2 separate regions of the Capsicum annuum genome follow, and region 2 is linked to region 1. A link is a contact called in public Hi-C data. All regions are on one chromosome and are shown on one strand. Each heading gives the region's core, a stretch centred on a gene start, on an enhancer-like site or on the middle of the called end of the contact. The rest is flanking DNA. Distances are from core to core; before and after follow the strand shown.

Evidence for each region. A called contact is a pair of places that touch in the nucleus more often than the background predicts.
Region 2: a contact with region 1 is called in a Hi-C map of leaf, with 4 times the contacts expected there. The contact joins the enhancer-like site here to the promoter of LOC107841108 in region 1. A contact is called at or near these places in 5 of 5 Hi-C or Micro-C datasets (bud, leaf, pericarp and 1 more).

The regions. Positions count from the first base shown.
Region 1 is chr9:212,149,857-212,153,212 of UCD10Xv1.1, reverse strand. It overlaps LOC107841108 (potassium channel AKT1), which reads left to right and starts at 1,277. Exons shown (of 11, transcript XM_047396517.1): 1 at 1,277-1,715. The coding sequence starts at 1,525.
Region 2 is chr9:212,206,549-212,209,775 of UCD10Xv1.1, reverse strand. No RefSeq gene overlaps it. Among protein-coding and RNA genes, the nearest start is that of LOC107841110, 50 kb to the left of the region's middle. Within about 2 kb of position 1,320, at least 2 of the 5 cell types and tissues checked have an H3K27ac peak or open chromatin away from gene starts, as enhancers often do. A contact at or near this core is called in leaf and pericarp, where this site is marked.

The sequences.
Region 1 (3,356 bases), core at 28-2,527:
AGAAGAGCTTGCCAGTGATGATTGCTTGAGTTTGAGGGCAAATTCCTCTCAAGATAGAGAGGATGATACAAGTGCGACTATGAAGATCAATGTGTGTACAAGTGCAGCAAAGTATCATCCTAGGAAGTTCAATGTTGAGATGTGAGAAGGATCAAAGACACACCAAAGCCGCCCTATTTGCTTATTTATTACACTAGAGAGACGCCTCTTTTTCATCAAGGGTCTTTTGGTCATTTCATCTTTTATGTAATAAGGAGACTATATATAGTTTAGTATTAGGGATTTTTATGACTTAGTTGATTATTATTGTAAATCTTGAAATTTGAAATACCAAAGTCCTTTCTCTACTAGAGGCAAACCGAAACTTGTAACTAGGATAGCAATTCAAGGGCCGAATCTCTTGTTATTGTTTGTTTTTGAGAAACCTTGGCGATTGAGTGGTGGAATCCTCTCTTGTGTCATCGTAAGATTTAGGTGATCGTGTGTGGAGGTGTTAGGGGTCTTAGAGTTTTATGTACTCTTTGGTTACTAGGATTTACACCACCTTTGTCTAACTATCTATCCCTTTACTTTTGTTTTCATTTTATAGTAGTTGTGTCTTGTCTTCTTGTAATAGTTGGTTGGTGTTATTGTAAGCTTATTGTCCATCACATTAATGTAGTGTTGTTGCTGTTTTGGTGTGGTTATACACGTTATTATCTCTCCATTGTTGAAGCATTCTCAAATTTTCTTTTCATTCTTGTGTTGTCATTCTTGGCCGAGACTTGGTTCCTTGGGCTCTCGGTTTGTGGTGTGTTTTGTGACATTTTTGGGGGCTGTTTTGTGTCTTCTTGGGGTTATAAGGTATCAGTATGTTTAATAGAAACCCTATTTAGTATTCCTTTTGTTGCTTTTGACGAATATATTACCAAGATCTAAGAGATTCTTCGAAATTGGCTAATATTATTGTCTATTGAGTAGGTTAGACATATTGTATTATATATATATATATATATATATATTTGATATTCGGTAAATGCCGAATACTAAATGGTATTAATATCATTTACCAAATCCAATCCCGAATATCAAAATATTAAAATTTTACTCCCAAATACCATATCAAATACTGAATTATCAAATACCAATTATTAAACTTTTTGATTCAATGTAGTAATATGATTTTTGATATTTTATGTCCAGCCTTAGATACGATACGTGGGCGGGGGGAGGGGGGGCGGAGTTAGGGGACCCAAAAAAACCTTTAAAAGTTCCCCTCTTTTTCCTCTTTCACATCAGTCAAAATAAATACATAAAATCACCAACAACATGTGTTAAGATTCACGAGAATTATAATACGGTAGGTGTCTCCTAGTAAAAAAGATCCCTTTTCCCTCTATAAATAACTTACCTTTTTTATACACCACCTATGATTATTTTTTCTTGATATTCTCCATCTCTTTCTATATATGTATATATATTGATCAAAAGTTCATAAAACAAGAAGACCAAATTTTTTTTTTTTTAAAAAAAATAATTATAACTATGGGTGATAATAGAGGACTTGGTGTTTTAGGAGTTTCAATGTGTGGTGCAGCACAAGAAATTGAACAATTATCAAGAGAAAGTAGTCATTATAGTCTTTCTACTGGGATTTTACCATCACTTGGTGCTAGAAGTAATAGAAGAGTTAAGTTGAAAAGATTTATTGTATCACCATATGATCGTCAATACAGGTTATTTATTCTTCTTCTTCTTTTTTTTTTTTTTTTTGATTTGTTTGTTTGATTATTTTCGTATTCGGGATTTACTGGCTCGACCAGTTCAGATTCGTCTGTGGTGTAAGAGGGTTTAAGGTTCATAGTTCTCTTCTTCTTTCTTCTACCGTTTTGGTCCGGCTAATTCAGATTTGTATGGTGTAAGACGGTCAAGGAGTCAGGGTTCTCTTCTTCTTTGTTCTATCGTTCTGGTTTGAATTCGACTAATTCAGATTTTATATGGTATAAGAAGGTCAAGGGTGATAGTGCTCTTCTTCTTTCTTCTGTCATTCTGGTTCGACTAATTCAGAGTCATATGGAGTAAGAAGGGGTGATAGTTCTCTTCTTCTTTCTTCTATCATTCTGGTTCGATTAATTCGTATGATGCAAGGTCAAGGGGTCATAGTTATCTTCTATTATTTTAGTTTGATTAATTTTGATTCGTGCGTTTTAAGAAGGTCAAGAGGCATGATTCTTTATTCTTGTACTTTCTTCTGTCATTCTAACTCGATAATTCAGAGTCATGTTGTATAAGACGTTAAGGGGAAAACTTCTTACTCTTTTTTATCTTTCTTTTTAGTTTAGTCATCAACTCGATTAATTTAAATTTATGTTATATAAAGACAGTAAAGGAGGAAGCTTCTTTGTTTCATCTATCATTCTTTTTGGTTTAATTATTTGATCTTTTTAACTCGACTAATTCAAGTTTGTGCTGGTTTTAAGAGGCAAACTTTTTTATTCTTAGTGCACCATTCTTTTTAGTTTAGTCATTTTTAGAGTTTTTTTTGACTCGATTAATTTAAATTCGTATCATAAAGTCGTGAACGGAGGAAGCTTCTCTTTCTTCTATTATTATTTTTAATTTAATTATTTGATATTTAGAATTTTTGACTGACCAATTCTGATTCGTGCCGTATAAAGCCTTTAATGAGGAAGTTTTTTCTGCAGAAATCTCTGTACTTTATTTTATTTCTATGTCTATGGATGTTCATATCTTCTTTTGTTATCAATATTGAAGATTGTGAAAATCTTTTTAAAAAGAGCAAGATTATGATGAATATTACTTAAAATATGAAGATATATGGTTGATATAGTGGATTCTAACCAATTTAGGATGGTTGTTCTAATCTTAGGAACAAAGAAATTTGAAGTAATGAATTGCCTACGTTTTTGTAGGCCTTATATTACCGACTAATATCTCTAAATCATGTTTAAATTATTTAATAAAGAGGTGCATGCGAACGGACTCGACACAAAATTATCATAAAAATAAAATTAAAAGTAACTTAGTAATATATAGTGGTGTGTCAACCAACTTAACTTTTTAATGGAGTATATATTACCTCAAACTATAGTTAATTGCAAGTCAACACAAATGAAATAAAGAATATAGGATCTTCTAGTATGCTCCACCACAATGTTTATTTATTTTAAACAATACAGTACACCTTGTGCATTATAAAATTCTTTTGTTTAATTTTCTTGTGTTGGGGGTTGTTGAAAAATAACGTCTATGGAATTTTTTAAGCCTCAAAGACTATGCTTTTTATACTTTTACTAAATGTTTGATGTATGGATTTTTCTTGATTTTGTAAATAGAATTATTTTTAAAATTTCAAA
Region 2 (3,227 bases), core at 71-2,570, 57 kb before region 1:
GAATTCGTAAAAATTAGGTTCTTCGTTAATGTTTCAATGAAATTTTCCTTCAAAAATTTCTTACTAACAAGCCAAATTCTAGTGGAACACCCATAAAAATTATCCTTTTTGAGTAGTAGCTTTAACATTAAAAGTGACATGACACCCACAACCTCGAAATCCTAGATCCGCCTCTAATTTTCTCTCCTTTGTAAAAGGTACGCTCAAATATCGATATCTTCAATTCAACTTCACAAATTTTAATAAAGTAAAAAAAAAATGATTTCTATGGCGAAATGTCTACTAATAAAAAAATGTGCTAGATATTTTAGCATTCTAGACTAGTGGAAAAGTAAAAGTCAATAAACCCTAGTTAATAGTTATCCAAATCACAAAAATCAATGACAAATTCAAAATTTAACTGGACCATGAAGATAATTAGGCCCAGTAACTGAAGTACAAAATTGTCATCAATCTTGTGGTCCAAGTATTAATGAAAATGGTCCAAGCTATGGTGGTCCAAGTTTAATTAGAATTCATCATTAACCTTTTACTTGTGGAAAATTTGGTTAATTTGTTGAGTTTAAGTTATATATATAGTCAATAGAGATGTTAAATGGTTGAATTAGACTGAATTTGGGCATGTTAAAATATGCTATGTTAACGAGTCAGCCAAAATACTTGGATCTAAACAGCTTGAGTTGAAACAATCTAAACATCGAATTATAATCCAACTCGTTCAATTCATACTAAATTTTAAATTCTTTCTTTATGGTTTTGTAATTTGTTGAGCACCGAATGAGGTTTTTTCTTATATTATGACTATATATAACATTTCAAAAAATTTCAGTACGTATTCTTTAAAAGTCAAACTTGAAATATATTGCTTATCTGTGCTTTATAAATAGAATAGCAACAATATCTTTTTTTTAAATATTTGGACAAAATTTTCATGGTGCAATCTGAGTCGCATACAAACCCGATTTAAAAATGATTTGAATTAATAAAATAATCAAGTATTAACTAGCTCAAACCTAAATTGATTGAATGAGGCTTGATTTCATGGGTTATTTTTGTCACCCCTAAATCATCAGTATAAAAAATCCTATAGTGTAAGCCATTTTTATCTGTTATTGTAGTTATCGATTTATCTTATTGTCAGATTACAAATTTTACATTTTAAATAATGTGTATAACTTAAATTCTTGTCTGATTATTCTAGTTTCTAGGAAAGTTTTGCATTAAAAACTCAAAATTGATTGTCCCATTGTAATGGGCCATAATCTAGTTTGTCACTGACTTCTGCAAATTGGGTAGGCCTGGGCCTAACTATCTTGAGAGTGGGTAAAAACTTATCCGCATCAAGCAGAGGTCGATGTAGGTTTCAAACGTAACGAGAGCACCGTTAACTCTAGTACACAAACTCACGAAAGAATGTTTCCACGAGGTTCGAACTTAGCCACCAATTCACATAAAGAACCAAAGAGGCATAACAATCAACTGTCCTGATCAAATTGATATGATTGAAAGGTTCTGTCAAAATATACAACAGTTCTTAAAAATATATATACAATTCAAATAATCGAATGATTTAGACCCGTAATTATCCCAAATCCCCTCTTGGGGATATCAATGTTATCTAGATATATCAAGTTGTTTGGGACTTTGGGCCACTTCTTAAAGAATCAATGTGGACCCTAAATGTCTAAACAACATCCTTCATTGATTCTTGGAAGAAATTCTAATTTGACCACAATCTATTCATAGAAATCACATCATTCAACTAGTATTGCCCTTTCCCCCTTTTCAAAATATTGTGCTTCGGTTTCGAGTAATAATAAAGTTATTTTCCTATGATCTATAGGCTATGGACTTAAGTCATGAAATCAGCTATGAGCATTTACGTTAGGTTAGTTAGACTACCTATGTTACAACTCTTTAAAATGTAATTTTTCTTTGAATCCTACATAAATACGATATATTTTGTGAAACGGACTACTTTTGTGAGTTGGTTTCTTTGACTGTTAATACCATAATCATAACTTTTTTTACAATAGGTGTTACAATATGTGAAAGTAAACATAAATTAGTACTAGTTAATATAGCACCATGAGTGGTTTGGTGAGTCCTATACTTACCATCTACGTTAGACATCTCTATAATAATTTTTATATAATAGCATCTTATTATAAAAGTTGATTTTTTTCTCGCAATCGACTTTTTATGCTATATTTTATCTATTTATAACAACTTTCCACCTATAACTATAATAATCACTTTATAATAGTATGCTATTTGTGAAGTGAGACATTTAAAAAGAGAGAAAAGGATAGCCCTACAATATTTTTATAATTAAAATTCTTAAACATCTTTTTAAATTGTGTACGAAAATCTTTAAATAAAGCTAATATTAATAAAAAGTAATAATACAAAAAGTAGAATTTTTGAAATGCACATGTCAACCACACTGCCTCTATTTAAGAATGTTTACCACTTTTGAGTTTGTAGGTGCTTCATTAGCCTTGGGAAAAGGAATATATAGGAGATGGATCTTGTTGTTTGTTTTTTTTTTAAGAAAAAAAGAAATTATAGAAAAAAAAAAAAAGTGAAGAATGATTATACTTTTTGGGAAGTGATTGGTGGTGATTAAAATTGTCCAACTTTTCTAGGAAAAGTAAGTGTAATTAATTGATAGTGCTCATGAATTTAAAGACAAATTGTTCCCTAAACACATTGATTAGTAGCTAAGGGATTTATAGAGGTAGAGCAATTGTTTTTGAAAGACTTTCCGTTCCGTTCAGGTAATGCATATTAAAGCTAGAAAAAAAGAGAAAAATGCAGCACCAAATAGAACATAGTAAATCACAAGAAAAGCATTACATAACATTCAGAGAGAAAGAGTAGTGACAACAACCACCAAATAACGAGATGATCGAAGTACATAAATAATGGCTAGTAACATGAGGTCAAAGAACAAGGAACTACTAGAATAATGTTACTGCTACTGACCGATAAGGAAGGAGAAACAAGTTTAGTGTACCAAACTATCATCGAACCTAACTCGCACGAAAGCGAGATAACACAGAAATATCTACTAATATTCTGTCATAACTCATGACCTCCACATCCCTCTATCTAACGCCATGTTCTAGATAATATACATATATGTCATGCCCAGTCTATATCATCTCTCTCAATACTTTTTTTAATCTACATTTACCTCTCCTTATCAGTAGCGGAGTCACCTT